Regions from separate parts of the Mus musculus genome. Here region 1 is linked to region 2. Evidence: chromatin contacts called from public HiChIP or PLAC-seq data. All regions are on one chromosome and are shown on one strand. The core of a region is the stretch at or near the end of the contact, and the rest is flanking DNA. Distances in the headings are between cores, read along the strand shown. Region 1 overlaps Vti1a (vesicle transport through interaction with t-SNAREs 1A). Region 2 overlaps Vti1a (vesicle transport through interaction with t-SNAREs 1A).

The links. HiChIP or PLAC-seq counts read pairs in DNA pulled down with a chosen protein or histone mark.
Region 1: an HNF4G HiChIP or PLAC-seq map of pancreatic cancer cells shows a contact between it and region 2. The contact joins two enhancer-like sites. A contact is called at or near these places in 7 of 484 Hi-C or Micro-C datasets (MC3T3-E1-derived osteoblasts, bone marrow-derived dendritic cells, brown adipocytes and 4 more) and 5 of 115 datasets of contacts at active chromatin or transcription factors (the 230-238 cell line, astrocytes, extraembryonic endoderm stem cells and 2 more).

What each region holds. Positions count from the first base shown.
Region 1 is chr19:55,541,313-55,545,146 of GRCm38.p6, reverse strand. The region is part of intron 7 of Vti1a (vesicle transport through interaction with t-SNAREs 1A); the gene reads right to left. Among named protein-coding and RNA genes, the nearest start is that of Gm41871, 160 kb to the left of the region's middle. Within about 2 kb of position 2,501, at least 99 of the 459 cell types and tissues checked have an H3K27ac peak or open chromatin away from gene starts, as enhancers often do. A contact at or near this core is called in muscle stem cells and pancreatic cancer cells, where this site is marked.
Region 2 is chr19:55,618,854-55,622,605 of GRCm38.p6, reverse strand. All of the region lies in intron 7 of Vti1a (vesicle transport through interaction with t-SNAREs 1A), which reads right to left. Among named protein-coding and RNA genes, the nearest start is that of Gm41871, 80 kb to the left of the region's middle. Within about 2 kb of position 1,940, at least 40 of the 459 cell types and tissues checked have an H3K27ac peak or open chromatin away from gene starts, as enhancers often do. A contact at or near this core is called in muscle stem cells and pancreatic cancer cells, where this site is marked.

The DNA.
Region 1 (3,834 bases), core at 1,252-3,751, 78 kb after region 2:
AAGCCAATCTTCAACCGTGTGTGATTCCAGACCACTAGTAACCGTTTTACTAACAAAATTGGCAAAATAAAGTTTTAGAAGTAAATTGATTCCTGGGAACAATTTGGTTATTCTGTAATTCCCAAAAGCTTCTACTGTAAAAATAACATCTTTAGTCTGTGTACTCATTTGAAAGTCCCTCCCTGTGAGGGGTGCATCTGTGTCCAACTTGGTTCTGTAACTACATTCCTGAGGTCAGGGAACAGAATTTGTAAAAACTCAGAGAAACGGATACATCTCCAAAGGAGAAATACAAATGGCAGCAAACACAAGAGAAGATGCTTGCCATCATTTAGCCATTGGAGAATGCCAGAGCAAACCACGAGGCTTCCCCATCTGTGCCAAGCAACCCTAACAGAAAGACAGACAATAACAAGTGGTGGGAAGGAAGTCAGGAAGTCAGAGCCCAACACACAGCTGCTGGGCCGTGAACCACAACACTCCCCTCAGCACACAGCTGGCATTTCCTCAAAAGTCAAGCAGAGGAGGTACCGTTATCACTTAGGATTCTATTCTTAGGTACACAGAAAGGGGAAATGCAAACATACATTCACAAGAAAAGCTTTTCAACAACATTATTCATTATAGGCAACAGGCGGAGACAACCCAGAAGTTCACATCTTGGCAGATAAGCAGATGAATAAAGCTTGTGAGTATACTGGTAAAGTATGTATATACGCACATGCACAGTATAGGAGAAGGCTACTGGCCAACCAAAAGACACTTGGTATTAACACACGCCTCACCATGGATGGCCCTTGAATTCATTATGCTAAGTGAAAGAAGGGAGACACAAAACGGCCCATGATGTTTGACTCTGTGCATGTGAAATGACCAAAACAGTCAAACCTATAGAGACAGAGGAAGATGGGCCATTGTCAGGAGATGGGAGGGACAAGGAATATTTTCTTTTAAGGGTGATGAAAATATTTCAGAATTGACTTTGGTGGTGGTGGTTGTCTGACTAAGCAAATATGCTAAGAGCCAGGGAACTATACATCTAAATGGGTGGGTATGTGGTATGCAAATCATATCTCAATAAAAGCTATTAAAAACTCAATAGAGGCACACAGTCATTAAACTATAAGACTCAAGGATCAATTAAATTTAAATCAGAGTGCCGAGTACATGTGTGTGTCTATAATGGCATCTTATGTGGATAATTGCTTTATATGTTCGATTGCTTTAAACCCATTTTTACATTTATATTATTTTTCAGGAGCAGCTGAATTTTAGGGAGGTAAATAATAAACAAGGCTATTGTGGCTCTGGAAATGACATTCTTTTATTTTACTACCTAGGATTGACTCGACGGTGTAAAATGCTATTAGGAGAAAGAATGGCCAAGTCTGAATGAGAGCATGTATTTCATCGTGAAGATAAAAGTCTTTCTTCTCTCTAGTGAATACAGGTAATTTCAGAAGCAGCGACTCCTAATTATTCAGTGTTGAAAAGCTAAAAAAAAAAGGTTCACATTGAAAACAGTGACCTCCAGTTTGCTCTGTGAATGAAGACAGACACAAATTCTCATTTTCCTGGAATCCTGGTTGATAAGTGAGTTGGGGAAATGCATGCATTTCTTCATTACAGTGCAGTCGACTGTTCATTTAAATAACAATGACGGGCATAAAAGCCACAGCCGCATTATCTAGCAGTTCTACTGTGTTGAAACGCATTATTAGAGTGAACAATGCCAAGTACAGTAAATAAATGGCTGTCCCTCATTTTAGCATTATTCCTGCTTGCTTAGCTTTGTGAGAGGGCACCATCATTACGATGGCTGCATTCAACACCTTGGCCAACACCATTCACATGCATAACTCTTGAGCTGGGTTTACAAGTAGTTACGGTCTTTTCTAGCTCACGGAAAGCGAGGGGGAAGTCACCCCACCCGGTACTTAGGTATCAGGTAGTTTCAACGGAAAATAGTTGCAGAAATCAATGTTTGTTCACTGTGTCTGTGTTAAAACGGAAGCCTCCATTAGGGACAGCACACACAATAGGCTGGTTTAAAGTTGTGAAGTCTGTACCCACAATCCGACTTGAAATCAACTGTGTAAGAACTTGCTATTGGTTCTGCCTTTCACGTCAAAGTAGACACCGTCCTTTACTTTCTCTTCCATTGCCTGAAATGACTAGTGTCTTAGCCCAAAGCTCCAGGCAAACTTGGCTCTGAGTGCATCTTCTGTCTCCCAAACGTAGGAAAAATAAAAGAAGCTATTTGGAATGATTTGGTCTTGAGTCTCCAGCTTGCACACTTAAGGTGACCTGGGGTACAGTATGTGACAGAGGAAGAGGAGAGAACTTGAGCAGGCGAGGCCGTCACAGACAACACAAGCTTGCAGCATGTCTTTCCAGCCAGGCTTCCAGACATGCGCATGAAGTCACAGACAAGACTTCCTATGAATCAACAAGCATCGTCCTCATCCAGTCATGATTCAGAGTTTATCATTCTTTAGCAGTGAGTCACTTTCTCCCCACCCTCATTGAACCTCTAGATTTTCTGTACAGCAAAGCTCAGGGCAGGAAGAAGTGCAGTGCACAGTTTGAAGCTGTGTTTGGGTAGCAAGCCCGGCCCTGTCCCTCACTGGGTTTGTGCAGAGTGCCCACCCATAGCCCCTGCCTTGCCATTCCATGCTGCTGTTCGTAGCCCTGCTCTAATGCTCCTTTATCCAGCTTCTTCATCTCAGGCCAGGCATCCCACGGCAGCAAGTGCAACACAGTTAAGAACACCCCTGTGCATGCCTGCTGCTGTGCCTCTCCAAAATTTATATCATGTAAAGTTTCTCACTAGACAGATGCCCCCTCCCCATTTTACCAGATCTTTACTCTGCCATGACTTCATGTGGGTGAAGGAAGCCTGAGACAAGAGGGCTGGCTGCACAGGATGGATGGGAGGAGTGTCCCACATGTTTCAAATGTTTCTTGCTCTTTCTTGATCCCAACCGGAACCTCTCTTTACCCTGTGAACTCTTAGAAAAACGATGCATCCCTTCCTTCCCTGGCATCTTCCCTTGAGTGGGACCTTATGGGACCCATACCTTCTCCTTGGACTCATCTCCTCTCTGGGGAGCCTAGGAGGTCCGCTCCCAGCTGGTGCGCTCCTGTGTTGATGCACATCCTGACTGCTGAGATGAGCTCTTCACAAGTTTGCAGTTTGCTTGACAAAGCAGCTGCCTTGCCAGGCTTTGGTGTACTTACAAAGTAGTTAGTGGTTCAGAAATCTCTTCCCTGGGGTTAGCAGCCTGCCTCCAACACGTGTACAAGGCCCTGGTCTCAGATACGAGCAACAAGTGACATCAACAGGCACTGCAAAGATGCAGGGTAGCCTGCCAAAGTCTTCAGAAGCTTACTGTGCCCTTGAAGTGGGTCATCCTCAGGAGCTGTCGCTTTTCATCTACCCAGCAGGTGTGTGTCATCAAATAAATATCATAAAATGTCTTCCAGTCTGCAACAAATATCTGGCAAGGAAAAGAGGCGCGAGGGCCTGCTGCCTATCGTGCTTGACGGAGGTGCGCCTCCAGAGATGCCCTTCCTAAAAATGGGAAAAAGCAGTATTTTATGAGCTAAAGGTTTCCTACCCCTGTTATTTTGGCCTTCTCTCCCGTTTATCCACTCTCCTCATCCTCTCAGCCAGCAAGTTTCCTAAAGTACTCTCAGGGCTGTAAGTTCATAAGTGTTCAACAAAGGAGACCCTCGAAGCTCGGTGCCACAAAACTATATTTCCCCTCAAAGTCCGTTAGTTTAAAAAAAAAAGTAGGTCAACTGGTTTTCTTGGTTTTCATCATCACCATG
Region 2 (3,752 bases), core at 691-3,190:
TACTACCCATTAGAGTGGTCCATTCCCTTGTGGCCCCTAACAGGACGGGTTCCCTCTCTTCCTGACAGGTTACAAAATGATCACCATTTGCTGACACGTCTTCCGCAAAGCTGCCTGAGTAGCCATGTCCGCTCCTCTCGCAGAGATGAATGGTGTGCTCTGTCCTCATTTATCATAGGAGGCTCTGTGAAGAAGCTGTCTTGTTTATTTCTTCTTGTCCCTAGAAAGCCTGTGCCCGGCACTAATTCTTCTGTGATGACAGCTAATTCAGACTTAACAGGCCATATTTACCCAGGGAGGCAGGAAGGAGTCTCTGTCCCACTCAGTAAGTAAATAAGAATAGGATTCCAGTTTATTAAAGTGAAGCTAATTAGGAACGCTGGCTGGACCTACTTAGGCATCCTCTAACATTCAAGTTGGTTTTTCTCCTTTTCTCTGGGAGGGAGACAAGTCTTTGGAATGGTCCCCTCAGCTCCCATTATGCCGAGGTCACTGTTCAAACCTCTGTTTACCCCACGTGTCAGATTTACAAAACAAATCAGGAAACCGAATCTCAGCAGTAAAGCAGATTCAAAGCATGAAACTTAAGGTTCTGCCCTAGTGACCTGACACGGTGTGTGACTCTCAGTGTGGTAGTGTGTCCCACCCACAGTGTGGGATGAGGGCCGCAAGTGTCCGATGGACAGGCAGGATGGGTAACTATGGACGTCACTAGTTGAGTCTGGAACATGGTAATAGAGTAAGCACACCGGAGTCCCCAAGTCCCCTGGCTTGTGCAGCCATGTCCACTGGCATCCTTGTCACCACGCCCCTGCGGCTCTGATGGATCTATTTGTAGTGACCGTGTAGAATTCATCTCTGAAGCTTGGACATTATGCTTTAGGTGTGGCTGGCACGTGGGAGCGGGGCAGAGAACTAACTTTCCAGGGACTGTGACGACCGAGCACGGCCTTGGTCGGTATAATCCTCCCATGCTGGGAAGAAGGCAGAAGAGATCCGGGCAAATTCCCTTGGCACGAAATGTAAGAGTAGGGAAGGATGGAGGTCAAAGTTGAAACGAGCCCTAAAGATGGAGCCACACGCTACAGTGACTCCTGAGAGCAGCCCTGGCTCTTCTCCCAGAAGGAAGAGGAATGACTGGCCACCCGGGCCAGTGTGCGCCGGTGGTGGAAGACATTAGTGCTACTACAAAAAGGGATGCCAGACATTTGAGATGAAGGGCAGAGGGCAGAAGGAATTAGAACACCCAGAGACCAGGCCGCCAGCCTAGATTTGGACTGTGAAGTGCTTCAGCAAATGTGTCTCTCTAGGGACAGAAAATGACCCGCCTGAGTGGACAGGGCTGACCCAGAAGGGAGAGGGGACATAACGGCTGGCAGTGGCAGACCCTAGCTGAAGAAGCTTGGGGAACAGCCGCTGCCCACTGCTGTTGGCCAATCCTGGTCACTCTGGGCAACAGAACTGAATGCACACTTGTAGAGTTGGGAGGAATCAGAAAAGCCGGCCAGGTCAAGGAACTCTGCTAGTGAGCCAGAAAAGAACTCTGGGGGCAGCCCCAAGTAACTTGCTGTTAACTCTGGGTAAGGGGCCTTGATGTTTCACCAGGCCAGCAGCAAACAGTCTTAATATCCCTCTTGAAAATGCAAAGTGTGTTTACCCAGTAAATAATTTAAGAAAGAGTATACACTTGAAAGAAGACGTCCACGGAACCAGCCAGGCTAAATCGCCTCCAGGCAGAAACCCGTGCATCTGCACGCTGCATTTTATCAAGTGAGCACACTGTGGCTTTAAAAGAATGCAGAGGCAAATTAAAAGGAATGTGGCCCGAAACATCAAGAATTCTCCAAGTTTACATTATGAATCACAGTGCTGTTGATAGAAGACGAATTAACCATTTACTTTGAGGTTAAACTCACACAGTATTATTGAAAACACTGATCCTTCTGTTGGAACCCGGGGAGCAGTTAATCTTCCATTGCCCGTCTCCTCCCCTTCTGGAAACTGCTCCTGTGTGTGGCATGCAGAATTACAGAAGGCTGGTTCACGTGAAGGAGGCAGGTGGCTCCCTCATCTCCTCCTGCGTGAGGGGCATTGGGGACCGTACCACCGAGGGCACTCTTCAGGGAGCTTCTGGAGATGTCCAGCACTCACTGCCCTGACCTAGTCCTTGGTGGTGTGCATTGGCATGGGCACGTGGTTGACTTTCGGTGCTCTATCCTCTAGTGGGCTTCCTATCCCCATATTTAGATGTAGAGCCTGAACCTTCCAGAGACTGCAGAGACAGGACACGGGACCTGCACCCCATTGCTATCACCTGGACGGTCACTGCCCCGTGGCCTCTCCTGGGTCCACAGAATATTTGTTCAAAGGTGATAGGTGTGGGGATTGTTTGTTACTGCAGTATGACAACTGCTCCTCTCAGTCAAGGGGAGGGGCCGCCTAGGTGCAGTGAAGTGTGGGGTGCACATGGCCCAGCAGCCATGGTCTAACTATGGCTTGTAACGCCTTCCTGGATTGGATAGCATGGATTGTTTTTTAAATATTTCACGCTACGCCTGGTGATTCAATTATTGTTTCTTTATCTTCAAAGGTTGGTTTTTTTAAATACAGATATTAAAATCACATTTGTTCATTTACATGTTTGTTTACTTGTGTGCACGCCAGTGTCCGTGTGGAGCCCAGAGGACTTGTCTCTTTTCTTTCACTGTACAGCTTTCAGCCAAACTCAAACTCATAGGCTTAGTGGCTGGCACTTCTACTTGCCCAGTCACCTTGCCAGCCCAAAGCTGGGCTCGTTTTGCATCCACTCAGTCACGGATCTTCACCTGGAAGGGCAGGGAGCTTCTTCAGCAGAGGCGGCTGCATGTTCGTGGGCAATGGTGTCTATGAGCACTTGGCAAGCTGCTCGGCCACTGCATCTGGACAGGCACAGGTAAGGGTCGTCTGCAGCATCCCATGCTGCCCTGGCTCCAAAGGTGGAGGTGTGACCTAAGCCAGACTGGCCAGTGTGCTCACTCTATTTCCCTGGCTACAGTGACTGAAGCCAGCTAGCAGCCATTTTCTTTGCATGAGGAAGTCAGCCTAAGAAACAAGCTTGGCCATGGAAGAGCAGACAATTAGGACCCCGCCCTGAAAGCATGATCAACCTCTATAGCAAGCCACCCTTCCTTTGAACTTTGATTAATATGAGAAAATAAATTAACTTCATTTTTTCAATACTGCCTGATTTGGGTCCTATATTATTTGTAACCAAAGAGCACTTCGGGTTGAGTCACAGAGCTTCCTCACCGGGGCTTTGATCTATGGCGCCCTCTAATAAGGGCTTCCGGACTGGGCCAGCTCAAGCTTGGATTTCCCTGCTCTTTGCTTCCCACTATGCTAACCACACAGGTGTCTGATTTTCTGTTTCTGTGAAGTTTTCTCCGGTAGAAAGTGGCCCTTCCACAGCCCGAATCTCTTTTATCTTTTGTATCTCTCGGACATAGAGCTTGGTAGAGATGTTAAAAAAAAAAAGAGTGTGTTGGTGGTGTAGGCAACCAAAGATCCAGCTACTTGGGAATCTGAGGCAGGCGGTCAAGGTCATGTGCGCCAAAGGGCCTGAGGATTGAGGTCACCTGGGAGACAGCCTGTGACCTTGAAGGGGTTCTTGCACACAAGCACAGCATAAGGCTTAGCTACTGGCCACTGTCTAGTAAGGATGACGGCAGCGCCCTTGCTTGTACACAAGGGTTGGCACAGCTTGCACCTTCCCT